Regions from separate parts of the Hordeum vulgare genome. Here region 1 is linked to region 2. A link is a contact called in public Hi-C data. All regions are on one chromosome and are shown on one strand. The core of a region is the stretch at or near the end of the contact, and the rest is flanking DNA. Distances in the headings are between cores, read along the strand shown.

Region 1 (3,320 bases), core at 104-2,603, 170 kb after region 2:
TACGTCACATAATTCCTGGCTGTAAATTATGGCTTGAACTGGTCTGATTGCCTCTTAGCTTAGATTGTAACCAAACAGTCAAGTAGGAATACTATTTTTTGCCAAAGAGAACATAACCAGTGAACTTCACTGCTTCAGCTTTATATGTGATTTGAGTAATGATGTCAATTTTACCGTCATTGCAGCAAAGAAGCAGAGGACTGTACAGATGGTGGATCCGCAAGATATACGGAAGCAGGGGAACCGAGGGTGGCAGCCGAGTGCCAAGGCGAGGAACAACAACAACAGCAGCAACACCAACAACAACCGGAATTGGTCGAAATGAGGCGCCGATTCCCTCCATCTACCGTTAGAACATACCTTTGTTTCATTTCCGCCCTTGGTCGGTCGGCGGGCGGCGTAAGAGCCCAGCCCGGTACATAACATCAGCAATAAGGCTTCCTCGTGAAACTGTGTCCCGGAGCCGCGTTGGCGCTCTCCTGTGTTTGACTCTTTTTTTTGTTTTTGCTCTTGATGATGATGATGATGATGATGGCTGGGTCAGCATTATAGTGTCCGTCAAAACCTGTAAAGATGAGACTAGTTTGTGATACTAATCGATGGTGTTTTTTTGCTTCCTCGGATGGAACGCAAACGGTTCACCAGAGTTGCCGGATGGCATGATCGTGTCCTCTGCTTGCCTTGTCGTGGTTGCAGCGGCCCTGCATTGCCTTTCAGCCTGAGACGCCTTTTGGGGGTATGCATGCCTTTTTGATGAAGCCGGAGTATCTTGTCCTCCCCACACTGCAAATACTTGGACTAGAGCTGGCAGCCCTGCAGATTTTCTTTGCTCAAATGTGAAATGTGCATGGCTAGCAGTGGTTTCATCAACTCAAATTTTTTTACTTCCAAAAAGTGCTTCCATTAGGACAGATTCACTCCATTTTTGTTTGTTTGGAATGATCAATAGTTTATTTCAAGGTTTGCCCTCATTTGGTAGGACACCCACCCACCGGCCTTTCTTGACCAGGACAGTGCGTGTCCCTTTTTCAAACGGGCAAAGGGATCATTCCATGCCTGGTCCGAAATGAGATGAGTCACCTGTACAAGTGTTGAATGGAATCGGTCAGTTTTTAATTGGGATGGATGCCCAGGCCAAAGGGGGGCAGGCTAGCTTTGTGTGAACGCCCTAAACCACGGGCGGCCGCTTTGAATTTTACACTTGGTTTCTTCTTCTTCTTCCTCTTTTCTTGAACAAACGGACGGATGATCATTCACTGCCCATGAATGGTTCGTGCACTACTCTGGCCTTGAGCCCGGAGCCCTGGCGCCACCTGCACGGATGAGAATGACACGCGAGCGGCGACGCCGGTGCCGCTGACGCGTGGGTCCTGGTGGATCGGCGGCTGCATGGCCCCTACTTCCCAGCGTGACCGCCACCCGGGCGTCGGGTGCCCCGCCACCCGGCCGTTTAAATATGGAGGGAAAGGAAAGCATTGGCCCCTCCCCAGGCGGGAGTACTAGTACGTAGTACTACGCACTTGCGGCGCGGCTCGCGGGATCCTCTGCGGGACAAGACCCTGTGGCCCCGACTGGCTAACCAACTCATGACCTGAGATTCCTTCTTCTCCTTTTTTTTAATCTATTCAGTTGGTAAAAAGGTGAAACTTTGCAGCCGTCCATGATGTACAAAAACCGCCAGTCAAATCTCCGGTGCGTGACGGCGTTCTGTTCTTGACGGTGGACATGGAGGCGCTTCTGTTCCGTCGCGTACGCCGTGCACTTTCGAAAACGTCTACTGAAGCTACTGGCGGTATTGATATTATTCTAGTTTTGGACTGTCGGGAGGAAAAGTTAATAATCTTATTAAGAAGGCACTTGCGCCGCCTAAAGACGGGTTTCCCTCTTTGAATACTAACACGAACGCTACGCAATCAAAGAAAAGATTTGCGAGTCGCCGAATTTATGTTCCGTGTATTGCAAGTTGGCGAGAAACCCATCGATCAGGTTGTACAATAAAATAGCACCGGTGTTGTCAAGCTTGAAGCAACCTCCACAATTTTCAACATAATCCACAAGTAGAAAGTATATTTTCCTATTAAGCAAGGAGCAAGGTCTATATCGTACAATAGTTCTCGGCAAAACTGCGGTCCATCCGGGAAATGTCTCTATCAATACTGATATGGCGGTAGCATTGTTCTAGCTTTTGGATTCCGGGGAAGGAAAATATAAACATTTCATAGGCTTGAAATTTGACTTTTCATCTTCTAAAGATGGTAATCGGTTTCGAATTGCACGCGGCCTACTCAACCATAATCTTTCTTTTTTGCGGGTGTACTCAATCAATAATTTCAATCATGTGGTCACAGATTGGAACTAACTAAGAAAGTCATATCTCGAACTAAAATTTATGCACGCTCTCTCCGGCCCAGAAAAGAAACCCACCAGTTCAACACTAAAATAGTACTCCTTCCGTTCGAAATTATTTAGCACAAAAATGATAAAAGTAAATGTATATATATAACTAAAATACATCTAGATACATTTATTTTCATGACCACTATTTTCGAAAAGAGCGAGTATTATACTTTACTTTTTTTCATGATAATATGCATGTCATTCATATCATAAAGAACAAAATACAAATCACGTAAACACCGACATGATAAAACTAAAAAGATAGCGAAACATCTCTGAGTTTAACACCAACGCTCGGTACCTGACTCCGCCATCACCGTAACAAACATCGAAGAAAAAAATGACGGATCACCTCCTTACCCGAGCTCGACGAGGTTTCATCGTTGATATGCATCTTTGCGGACGTCCAAGGTGGCTCATAAAAAATGAAGCCCTTATTGTTGAATGAATCAGATTGGGATAAATACCCGAGACACGTCATCAAACTCCAGATCTGGCATCCCACCACGACTAAGACGCCGAAGAAGGAAACCATACATGCCATCCACGAACCACAAATCCAGCACGCGTCCCGTCTTCTAGATATTGTCGATGCACATCACAACTTGCATCTGCTCCTGTACTACCTTCCAAGTTTCGTATCGATGCTGGAGCAAACATCGTCGCAATGGCGAAGCCCGAGGACACATGTCCACCACCAGATTACGGTCGCCGCTACGCCATCCTTGGTTAAACAGTCTGATTCCAAATTCGTCTTCAACTATAGGACTGATGGCCTCATTAGAAAAGGATTCAATTTTTTTTATTCAGCCGCCATCGTCACCACCGAACCCAAAACGATGAACGACCTGAAAACCTAAACTACAAAACAAAAAACGATCCACATGCATGGATCCAACGAGCTCTCTCATCATCGACGATCG
Region 2 (3,357 bases), core at 685-3,184:
CACGCCGGCAGCGCTGGGCAGATCTTTCTTCCACCCTTGTTTGGTCCTTGGCAGCACGGGTAACTCCAGAGGAAACTCTAGATCTCCTTGGGATCGAGCGATGGCGGTGCTTTTGTGTCGTAGTCCCTCTTGAGGGCATCGTTTTTAGAGTTTTCTCCGGCTGAAGGGACCAGCGACGCCCGCGACGCACACCTGTTGGTGCAACTTCCAATGAAAATCGCGTCGACTATGGTCATGGCGAACGATGGCGACGTCTCCGATGTCGTTTCCTTGTCGAGGCATCGTCGTTTCAGTTTGCCTCATCACGCTCAGGATGCTCCGGGGGAAACCCTAGATCCAGGTCTCCCGGATCGGACGATGGCGGCGTTTTAGTGTCGCTTTCCCTCCTGTGGGCATTGTTTTGGAGCAAGTGTTTTCTAGATGGGACAAGAGGAGGAGTTGTGTTACATCTACCGTAAGGCCGATGTCGGATCCCGGCGGCATTGGCGCTGCGGAGTTTCGACGGCGGACGTGTGTGGATGGATACGTGCAGGATGGTGGTGTTGTGTGATGTCGTGGTGGCGTCGATGACTAGCCTGGCAAGGTTGGTGCGCTAGTACCTGTTCTCGAGATGGATTAGTGAAAGACGATGGTAGTGGCCTCTCAAAGTGTGTCGGGCCGGTTTGTGACCCAGTTCCGGCATTGTGGCTTGGCTGGGGCATCCAGCTTTAGATATTTGGTTTTGGTGTGATGTCTGTTTGGTATTAGGCTTGAATTTGGCACGCCTTGATCAATGCGATAGGAGTAGCGACAGTTGTGTTGCCTAGATGGTGGCTTCAGATATACTGATGTATTATTTTGTAAGGTCTCTGTGAATAATTAATAAAATGGTTGCATTGTCGAGATGCAGAGGCCGGGGTATATCCTCCTTTCTAAATACCGGTAATATGAATTACCGTCGTAAAACATACCATAATCAATTTATTTACACTATAGGTAATCATCTACAGTAACCCTGATTACAATACGCCCAATGTCAAAGAAGGGATGTTGTGCTTATATGATGTTTCTCTTGAGATTTAGCATTGTTTTAAAATTCTGCCAGTGTTGTGACGTTTAGTGAATTCTCGAGTTGTTTTGCTTTTATAACCTATTATATGTGCACAAACTATCACATCACTTGACTAGAATTCTGTACAGGAACCTAAATGTCATTTTACACGTATTTTATTATTTATATAGTTCTTTTTCAAATGAACACCCATATCTAATATTTTTTTTTACTTTGGCATGTTACTTATTTAAATATGATATTCCTGAGATGTTATTTTAGAAATATTTGCTATCCAGTCCTTCTATTTTCATTCTGAAATTATTAAAGCTCGAGAGTGACATTCATATCTGTTTGCGAGGCTGCATTTTTAACGGTTCATTATTTTTAGAAGGGGTTAAATTGCTTTGTAGGAACCGAAAGAAAAAGAGTGATGTTGATAGTGGTGGCAGAACTTTTTAATTCATGTATCCTATATCACGAGTCATGTTATTTGAAACATTTTATCTTTTAGTATCTCAGTCATTAGTCATGTACACATCACTGAAAAAAATAACATATACATTTTACTATGTTTGTACTGCACCCTTTATATAATTTGCATGTGTCAAATGTTAAATTATATTGCTTCCACACTTGGTTAAATTAATAGTAATTTCAAGAAAGGAATGTTGTAGATGATTGTAACAATTTGGTTCTTTCAATTTTGCCTATGCTTGTCGATGGTATGCAAATAATGTCGTGTCTGATCTATCCCTACTAGTAAAGCACCTATTGCTTCTGTGATACGTCATTAATATTGTTTTTAAAATTCTCTAATATTACCCATCAATGCCACATATAAGTTATAAAAAAGGTTTTGCAGGGAATCCTCGCATGGGCCGGCCCAAGGATAGGGACCAGCTATACTACGCTCTGCTTGGTGGAAAATAAACGGCACGCCCATTTGGGCCAGCCCATGGGCGGGGACCTGTTTTTTAGTTTTTTAATTATTATTTATCTGTTCTTTTTTGTTTTTTCTATTTCATATAAATCAATAAAAACTTTAGAAATTCAAAAAATTATATTTACATAAATGTTAGCATAGGGACCAGCTATACTACGCTCTGCTCAGTGGAAAATAAACAGCATGCCCATTTGGGCCAGCCCATGGGCGGGGGCCTGATTTTTAGTTTTTAATTATTATTTATCTGTTCCTTTTTATTTTTTCTATTTCATATAAATTAATAAAAACTTTAGAAATTCAAAAAATTAAATTTACATAAATGTTTGATAAAACATAAAATATTTGCAAATTCAAAAATTGTTTGGGATTTTTGTAAAAATATTTGCATATTAAAAGTATCGTAATTTTGGAGAAAACATACGTGAATTAAAAAAAGTCTATCATTTTGAGCAATTTCTTTAACGCAATTAAAAAAGGTTGATAATTAAAAAAATGAATTATTCGCCAATTCACAAGAAAATACTTAAAAATAGTTCGTAATATAAAATATTGTTTGGAATTTTAAAAAATGTTTATAAATAGTAAAAGATGTTTTCGATTTTAAAAATGTTCCCAAATTTGTATAAATGTTCACGAATGATCGAATGTATGCAGTTCAACAGTAATGCTTTCGAGTCTTTCAGATTATATACCTGAGTGAATTTCGAAGAATTAATTGTCAGGGTGGATCGGAATTTTATAGTATATTTTAAAAAATGTTTCTTGAAATTCAGAATAATTCTTTGAGTTACCAAGTTTTTTGCCAACCATGATATTTTTAAAAAAATATGAACATTGTTTCAACTTGTGAATTGTGAATAAAATTAAAAGAAGAAATATTTTCTTGCATCTGTGTACAAATTTTCGAAATCATACGATGAGATATGAACATAATGTGATCATCGCCATTGAAGATGGTGTTTTTTTTCTTCTGTTGCAACGCACAGACCTTTTTGCTAGTAATAGACAATAAGAAGATAAAATAGCCAACTCTTTTCCATGATTGCAACACCCAGAACAACTATCTCTGACCGTAAATAATCTTATAATATCATATAAGATTTCGAGTGGTGTTGTGTAAAAAGACTGCTTGTGGCAGCTTGCATTTTAAACAAGTTCAGTTTGATTGCTCATTTTGTGTTTGTGTTCGCCTCAGGAAAATTAGAAGGAAATCAAATATTCTTTTAGCCTTCTTCTCATTTGTATTTACATTACAACTGCTATTACTTGTGATGATGATAGTTGTAGTTTATATAAATTATCAGTATTTATAACTTATAAGTAACACTACATTGATGTCTCTCTTTGCTTTGCTACCTCTCTTCGAATTTAGGAGGATCTA

The links. Hi-C and Micro-C count contacts between places; a contact is called where the count stands out from the background.
Region 1: a contact with region 2 is called in a Hi-C map of an unstated tissue, with 4 times the contacts expected there. The contact joins two enhancer-like sites. A contact is called at or near these places in 5 of 6 Hi-C or Micro-C datasets (leaf, seedling and an unstated tissue) and 1 of 1 datasets of contacts at active chromatin or transcription factors (embryo).

Annotation. Positions count from the first base shown.
Region 1 is chr2H:67,875,263-67,878,582 of MorexV3_pseudomolecules_assembly, forward strand. LOC123425058 (probable mediator of RNA polymerase II transcription subunit 26b) reads left to right here. Exons shown (of 9, transcript XM_045108722.1): 9 at 186-641. The coding sequence ends at 325. Among protein-coding and RNA genes, the nearest start is that of LOC123425058, 3.7 kb to the left of the region's middle. Within about 2 kb of position 1,354, at least 3 of the 3 cell types and tissues checked have open chromatin away from gene starts, as enhancers often do. A contact at or near this core is called in leaf, where this site is marked.
Region 2 is chr2H:67,701,532-67,704,888 of MorexV3_pseudomolecules_assembly, forward strand. No RefSeq gene overlaps it. Among protein-coding and RNA genes, the nearest start is that of LOC123429592, 9.2 kb to the right of the region's middle. Within about 2 kb of position 1,935, at least 1 of the 3 cell types and tissues checked has open chromatin away from gene starts, as enhancers often do. A contact at or near this core is called in leaf, where this site is marked.